2 separate regions of the Mus musculus genome follow, and region 2 is linked to region 1. Evidence: chromatin contacts called from public HiChIP or PLAC-seq data. All regions are on one chromosome and are shown on one strand. The core of a region is the stretch at or near the end of the contact, and the rest is flanking DNA. Distances in the headings are between cores, read along the strand shown. Region 1 overlaps Gm36287 (a long non-coding RNA gene). Region 2 overlaps Gm29687 (predicted gene, 29687).

What was found. HiChIP or PLAC-seq counts read pairs in DNA pulled down with a chosen protein or histone mark.
Region 2: an H3K27ac HiChIP or PLAC-seq map of T-cell acute lymphoblastic leukemia shows a contact between it and region 1, with 2.9 times the contacts expected there. The contact joins two enhancer-like sites. A contact is called at or near these places in 1 of 115 datasets of contacts at active chromatin or transcription factors (T-cell acute lymphoblastic leukemia) and 1 of 9 other capture datasets (embryonic stem cells).

The regions. Positions count from the first base shown.
Region 1 is chr12:25,219,097-25,222,765 of GRCm38.p6, forward strand. All of the region lies in intron 7 of Gm36287 (a long non-coding RNA gene), which reads left to right. Among named protein-coding and RNA genes, the nearest start is that of Gm36441, 11 kb to the left of the region's middle. Within about 2 kb of position 1,560, at least 22 of the 459 cell types and tissues checked have an H3K27ac peak or open chromatin away from gene starts, as enhancers often do. A contact at or near this core is called in T-cell acute lymphoblastic leukemia, where this site is marked.
Region 2 is chr12:26,186,116-26,189,784 of GRCm38.p6, forward strand. All of the region lies in intron 2 of Gm29687 (predicted gene, 29687), which reads right to left. Among named protein-coding and RNA genes, the nearest start is that of Gm29687, 23 kb to the right of the region's middle. Within about 2 kb of position 1,561, at least 55 of the 459 cell types and tissues checked have an H3K27ac peak or open chromatin away from gene starts, as enhancers often do. A contact at or near this core is called in T-cell acute lymphoblastic leukemia, where this site is marked.

The sequences.
Region 1 (3,669 bases), core at 310-2,809:
ACCCGAGCTGCAGCCTGTGTGGAAAGGAAACCAGTGTGACGGGGGTGGGGGGTGGTGGGGGGTGGGGGGGTGGGGGGGGCGTTTCTGTCTCTGTCTGCCTGTCTTTATCCTCGTGGGCTTTGCTGATGTCAGGGTGAAGGGGACAAATGACATTTTGCTAGGAACGGAGTCACCATGTGTTTTTTTTTCCCCCTCCACTGCATCATAATACCTGTTCTAAGGGTGGGAAAATATAATAGGAAAATGCCTATTTTTAAGCATTCCTCAAACCAACCTTCCTAGTTTCTAGGATAAACATCAGTGCTTTCCTGGGCTCAAAGGCATATAGGCGCTCCACAGACCGGACTTACAGTGTGTCTGTTTGTCTGTAAAATGGGGATAATACTACTACCTCCTGGAGCAAAGGGCTTAACGAGACAGTGCGCCTTCCTTCCTCAGGAGCAGAAGCGACTCCCTGGGAGACGTCAATTTGCTCCTTTGCCCATAAAGCTTACTGTTCCCGGACCAGTACTAGGGAGCAGGGCGAACTCTCTTTCTGTGCTAAACACAGGTGTGTTTATCAGTTTAAAAATCCACCTCTGGTAGGCTACTGGAGGAATAAACTGAAACTCGTACGTAAGTCATCAGCCCCGGGCAAACTTGGCAACTCGTGCTCAGTGAGTACACACTTGCCAAGCACCTCATGCTAGCCCTGTTTCAGCAACTAGCGAGGGAGTAGCCATGCTGTTCTGGTTGGAGGACCTCTGTCCTGGAGAGGAGGTATAAGAAGTGGTCCCCAGTGAACCAGAGCTGGGGACAGGGATGGGGGTTCCCGACGCATCCAGGGAAGCTTGGTGAACCAAGAGTCTGTTATTGAAAGCCAAGAGGTCCCCTAACACGCAATGGAGTTAGAGGCATCAGGAATGTTTATAGGTAGGCTCGGAGTGGGGACATTCTCTCCGGATGGGACCTGAAGAATATGTTCACATTCCAAAGAAGAAACACATCTATGTGTCTGGTATAAATAGCAGTGTCTGACACCGGAGTGCCAGACATTGTGCACACCACTCTTCGGGGCTTCCTCACAGCTCTGTCTGGTATAGAGATGGGGATGAGATGTTGCCCAAGGCTTTGCAGTTAAGCCCGGGGTGGAGGGGTTGGAGCAGACATCTGCATGGCCTGAAGTTGGCCCTGCCTTGCTGGCATCTGCTGTTCCTGCTCTGGGGAAACCCCTATGGCTTACACCAGTGGCGAGAGAACACCCTTGGTTCTTTGGTCTCTCTGGGACCACATCCCTGCATATCTCAGTCTCAGCCATCTCTCCTCCGCCAGGCCCCTCCCTGCCTTATCTGCCCACTGCCCCTTATGGGTCTAGGCCTTGCCCTTTCCATCCTAATCTTCTCAGGAGCTCTCTGGTTAGTTCCGTTTAAAATCTACACTCTGGCTGCCAGTGGTACCTCCAGAACCATGGTGTTCTCAGGACACATCTCTCACTGAGCTGGCACACAAAAGGCCCGGCCTGTCTCTTTGGCCTCCTCTGGCAAGACTCTGGACTTTGGCCTAAGACTCCAGCATTGCAGGGCTCTCCATGGGTCACTGCTCAAACCCGGGCTAGTTCCTACCACCCTGTCATCCGCATACACCCTGCCCCATCTCCCACTGTTTTTCCCAGCCAACTCTTGATCTTATCCAGGGCTCTGGGACATTCCCCAGGTTGCTTTCTTTCCAAACCCTACACCAGCAGTCTCTGTGCATCCCCCACCTCACTTCCCTTCTTGCTTTGAGCCTCTCACTGAGCTGAGATTTCCTGGCCTGCTAAGCTTGGTCTGTCTATCACAGGCTTCACACTGGGAGTGTGTTGTTGGAACGAGAAAGCGACATTGATTAGGATCAAATTCCAATCCTGCCACTTAGCAGCCAGGCCTCGCTGCCACCCCTTCCTGCTTCAGATTTCACTGTAGAAAGTGGGGATCCTCTGCCCGTCCCCTGGAGATGCTCTGATCAACCAGACACTTATACCAGAGAGCCATTTGCAGCCTGACCTGGAGCTGGTGCTCTTCAGACTGGTGACTGAGTCCCAGGGGCATGAGAACAGGGCATAGGGACAGAGGACATGGCACTTAAGCCTTTGTAAGTATTTAGCTCAAACCCAGGCTTTGGCTTGAGGTCTGTGTTGTTTTCTGCTTGTGTTAGAAGGTCAGCATGATCCAGCCCACATGTGAGGTGTGCAGAATTCCCCTACCCCAGATTCCCATGTTGAAATTTTAACACCTGGCATGACTGTATTTGGAGACTGAGCCCTCAAGGAAGCCATTAAAATTCAATGGGGTTGGAAAGGGGTTTCCAGGGTCAAGTGGGCATCGTGGCTCTATAAGAAGAGATTGGAGCATTTCTCTCTTCCCACCTCTCCACACATGAGCACTGTAAGGTTAACGAGAAGTGGGCATCTGCAAGCCAGGAAGAATGTCCTCGCCACGTGCTGATCACCCAGACTCTTGGTCTTAGATTCCATCCTCCAGAGTCCAAGCAGTAATGTGTGCCACTAGTACCCGTCTGCAGTACTGTGCTAGGCAACTTTACTCAGTGGCAGATGGGTGAGTACTGGTTTCAGGTCCCATTTGGTTTCCTTTCTTGGAAACTCAAAGTTTGGGTGAATATAACTAAAGGCCACCTGTCACTCTGAGTTACCTGGGTCCTAGCTGCATGAGTCCTTCTTACTAGAACCTGCGCAGGTGGAGAGAGATGACTTCACCTCCAACATCTGCAATTGGTTCCCAGTGGCTATGCCAAGATAGACATCTAAAAACAGTTCCTCTGTGGGACAAAGCCATTGGCAGACATGTGACCCAACTTGTTGACATTTTTTTCCCCCTCTGGAGGACTCTTCTGGCTGCACCTGCCTGGGGAGAGAGCTGGGCTTTCCTGCTGTCTTTGCTGATCAGTTCCATTTCTGACAGGAATGAGAGGTGAAGGGGCCTGTGACCTTCACAAAAGCAGCTGCCTTGGTGGCAAACCTCAGAGGCCACGTTGTCTCCTGCACCTACAATGGTCTCCAGCAGCCCAGAAACTAAGAGCCAGAGGTGCTAGTGTTCCATGCTTGGTGAAGTCTTAGGGCCTGGATTTTTTTTCTCAATACAAAGGAAAAGGCCAAATGAGTGGGTGGAGGACACAGCTGGAAATTCACAGCCCTGCCCCTGCCTTTGAGTTCAGCTTTGGAGGCTTGTGGGAAAGAGAAGGGGGCAAGGAGTAGAAGGGACAGGTTGGGTGGCCAATCTTCCTTTGCTGGCTGCCATTTATTTATGCTGTGACAATTTGGGCTTTTCCTTCACTGATGTACAAATCATATCCCTGCAAGGGCAATGTGCTCCAAGTGAGAGAAATGCTTTGTGGAAGGTTTCTCCATCCATGGATACTGTCAGGGTTGTGGTCATTCCCTGAATGAATTGATGGGGGAGTTTGGGGTTTTCTGGGTTTCCAGCATCTTGCTGAAGGGGAAGTTGGACTGATGTCAGGGATGCTGGTGGAGCAGGAAGTAGACCCAGCTTTGTTGGGATCTTTTCCTTTCTTGTCACATTCAGTGTCATCCCTTTCCCCTTTGATGTGAGACCAGCTAAAGTGAGTGAGCTTTCCAGGAATTCATTTCCTCAGAGATGGAGACACTGGAAAGATCACTAGGGAAAGGAACCCTAC
Region 2 (3,669 bases), core at 311-2,810, 970 kb after region 1:
CCTTGGCCTACTTCCTGGAGTTCTCAGGAACTTTGTTTACAAGCTGGAAACAAAGCTCAGGCCTTTGTGTCCTTATCCGTCAGATATCAACCCTGACATCAGAGGCTCAAGCAATGGAAGATTCCATTGGTACCCAGGGTGATCAGCAAATGTATTCCCAGAACTCTTTCCCTCACAGTTCTCTATAAGTTAACTAATGTGTCCTTGATAAGCAGCCACTGAGCCATGATAACATGGACTCGAGGAGGCAAAGATGCTGTGCTTATAGAACAGGGTGACTTCCATGGGCTCTGATGCCTAACAAGATGGCTCTGCTGATGCTCCTTCAGACATCCAATAATTTGGATTTCTTGACTTAAGAATTGGGGTAATTTTCACTCGCCCTTTAAGGTTTTGTTGTGAAATGACAAACAGGCTTTTGTGTGGGTGTTTCCGTGGGGACTTTCTCCAGCTAACAAAGGCTCTGTGACAGCCCGTGGCACCCTTCTGACCTGGCAGCACCCCAAGTCTGCACCTGCATTTACTGATTATTCCCCCTCCTCTCCTGTTGCTTCCCTAGCTGTGTGAAATGGGCAGAGGTGGAAAGAGGATTGAACACATTTACAACCTTCGTCACTTTATACACTGAGCATGTAATTTCCCATCATTCACTACACAGACTCGGTGCCTGGGACAGGCAAATGCCTCAGTACCAGTAACCAGCTCTTGTAAGGTCAGTCTAGGCTTGGAACAGTAGGAATAAAACTCCACATGAGAAGGACATGGGGTGACAACTCTTCCCCACTCACACAATACACACTGAAACACAAACTCTATTCATGTAATACTCCCTACACACTCCCATATTCATATACAACTCTACATTCACTACAGTCACACACCTTATAAACATGTACATCCACACACAACAAACACACACCCACACACATGTACACACACACTCATGCATGGACATGCACACGTGCGTGTGCACACATACACATACACTCACCCCTCCCGTTTCTCCTGTTCCACCACCCTCACACCCAATCATCGCTCAGGCCCCAACTCCCTCTTTCCTGGCCAGCACTGGGTTCATCCCCAGTTACTATTTTTATATAAACCACTTTTCCCCCAAAGTACTGAGGATGTGTGAAAGCCAGAAAATGCACACAGCTCATTTCTGCCCCCTTGACAACATTCTTCTGGGCAAGAAGCTAGGAGAAAGGAAGGGAGGAGTTAAAATATGCACATAATATACAAATCTTCACAAACTGTTCCTAAACTGTCGTCTCTCCCCAGCAGAAAGGATGGCTTTTTAAATGCAAAGAGGACCAAGTGGACATCCTTAACCTGATGTGGGTGCTCTGGCCCTGAGCAGCCCTGGGAGCCTCCTGCTCCCTCCTTCTCTCCACCTGGCCTATGGAGTCCTGTATCTACCCTGTACATTATTACTTCCTGGAGAGGCAAGCATTGTCTGGATGAACTGGTCAGCGTATTTCAAAGCCCAGCTCAGATGCACGTGCTTCTGGGTGACTTCCTCCTTTACCACTTCCTGCCCGTCACGTTTCCCTCCCCACAATGACACAGAAGGTTGTATCACAGTTGCCACTTAGGCTTGGGACCTATGCACCTGGGAAATAGTGACTGCACTGTCCAAAGCCTGCTCACTTCTAAGCAGACAAATTGAACACATTTGACTTCAAAATTTAGCTATCTTCACAGGGAACCACATGCCATGCTGCGGACATCACAGCTGATGTGTTTCCTTGTACCCAACTGATCATGACTCCACTTTGTATTTCCACATGTGCATTCAACCTTGGACTTACTAGCTTTCTTCATTACTGTCTCACACTCTACATTGCTCTTGGCTGAGAGTCGTAGCTGCCATCGGTGAGACCAGCTTTAATACTAAGAGTGTCCCTTCACTGTCAGTTTCCCTAGGGTTACAATGTCCACTCATCACTGAATGGACCAAGAAGATGACAAAAAAACCTGTTACTTACTATGCATATAAAAAAAATGGAAGGCCTGGAAAACCAGAGAAAGGACCAGAACCCACAGTCCAGCTCACAAGACAGTAGTACTCCAACACCTTTGAGAACATGTCCATGAGGGTTCAGTGTGCATTTCCATTATGGAGCCTATTGAAACAGATTCCAGCCTGCACATGAGCCAGTGTCATCTACCTCAGAGTGTTAGAAAAGTGCCCAGTGGTTTTACATCAGGGCTCACCTGCCTAGTAACCTACAGAGTCCTTTCATCTGTTCCAGCTTAAGAGCTGGGGCTGTCAACAGGTAGAGGAATTCATTATTTGGGGGCTCCCAGGAACTCAGTAACAGCTTACAGCCTTTCTCTTTCTAAAGCAATGGCAGCTGACTATATGGAAAGATGAAGGATGCCTCCTCACTGGACGCTGATGCGAACTGAACTCAAGGCAGATAAAACCTATACCTTAACATGAGCTAACTCCACCAGTCTTCCTGTGGTGCTGATCTGTCTGACAAAAGCTACCTCTGGGAGGGAGAGGTTATTCTAGATCCTTCTTCCAAGGAAACAGTACATCAGTATACAAGATATTCAAAGACATGAGCCCACAAGAGTCAAAACCATAATGATGGACCAAACCAGGATCTGGAATGCTGCCACTCCATCCTATTTACATGTCTATCTAGATCATTTGCTTCCTTTGCAGAGAGCTCAGAAAGCAAGATAGAGGTACAGAGATAGAGGCAAAAGCACAGACAGACATAAAAGGAGAGAAAGATAGAGACACATAGATATAGAGAAAGATAAAAAGAGAGAGACTATAAGTGAAGCTGCAGCTCTTGTCTCTGCAGAGGTGGAGAGTAGATGGTAGTAAAAAAAAACGTTGATTGTCCTGGCCAACAAGGTTGTCTCAGAAATCACTCTCTAAACAAAGCTGCAGAGAGAAACCAGGCTATCTGAAACACTATGAGACTGTCTGTGAAAAACAAAATGCTGCTTCCCCCAGGGCACCTTGGGTCCCTTTAAGGGAACCAGAACTGGAAAAAAGAAGGTTCACTTCTCAGCTATTTCAGGAGGCGAGTCATCCTAACTGGGCTGTGGGAAGCCCAATGCCCAGATGGTTGGAGAGCACCAGGGAGTGCAACAGAGCACAGGATTGTGTCGTAGCCTCATGCTTGATAGCAGCCTAGATATCAGGCTCACACAGAGTCAACCTGGAAAGACAGCTCCTGTCAATCTTGACTCCTGTGTGTCAGCAGAAGACTGACAGGGAAACCAGAGGTCAAAGGAGAGAGCCAAGCCACCCTTGCGATTAAAGACCCTGTCTCAAAACAAAACAAAACAAAACAAAACAAAACAAAACAAAACAAAACAAAAACAAACAAACAAACAAAAAGACTCTTGTCAGTTCCCTTCGTTCCATGCTGAACCCTTGGGGTGACCTCAGATGATGAAGAAAAGGATAAAAGTTGGATTTCCTTGGCCTGGAACTCCCTGTTTCCTGTTTAGCATGGCTGTTCCATCTCTTCCATCAGAAGATCACCCCTGAAATTCACAAGGCAACTGTGAGATCCGTCAAAGCCTCATCTCAGGCCAAGAAAACCAGACAACTCAGTTGTCCACCCAGAAGCAATGGCCATGAAAGAAAACATAAATATTTCTCCACAGTCTAAGAAAGAAAGAGAATTACAAGATCAT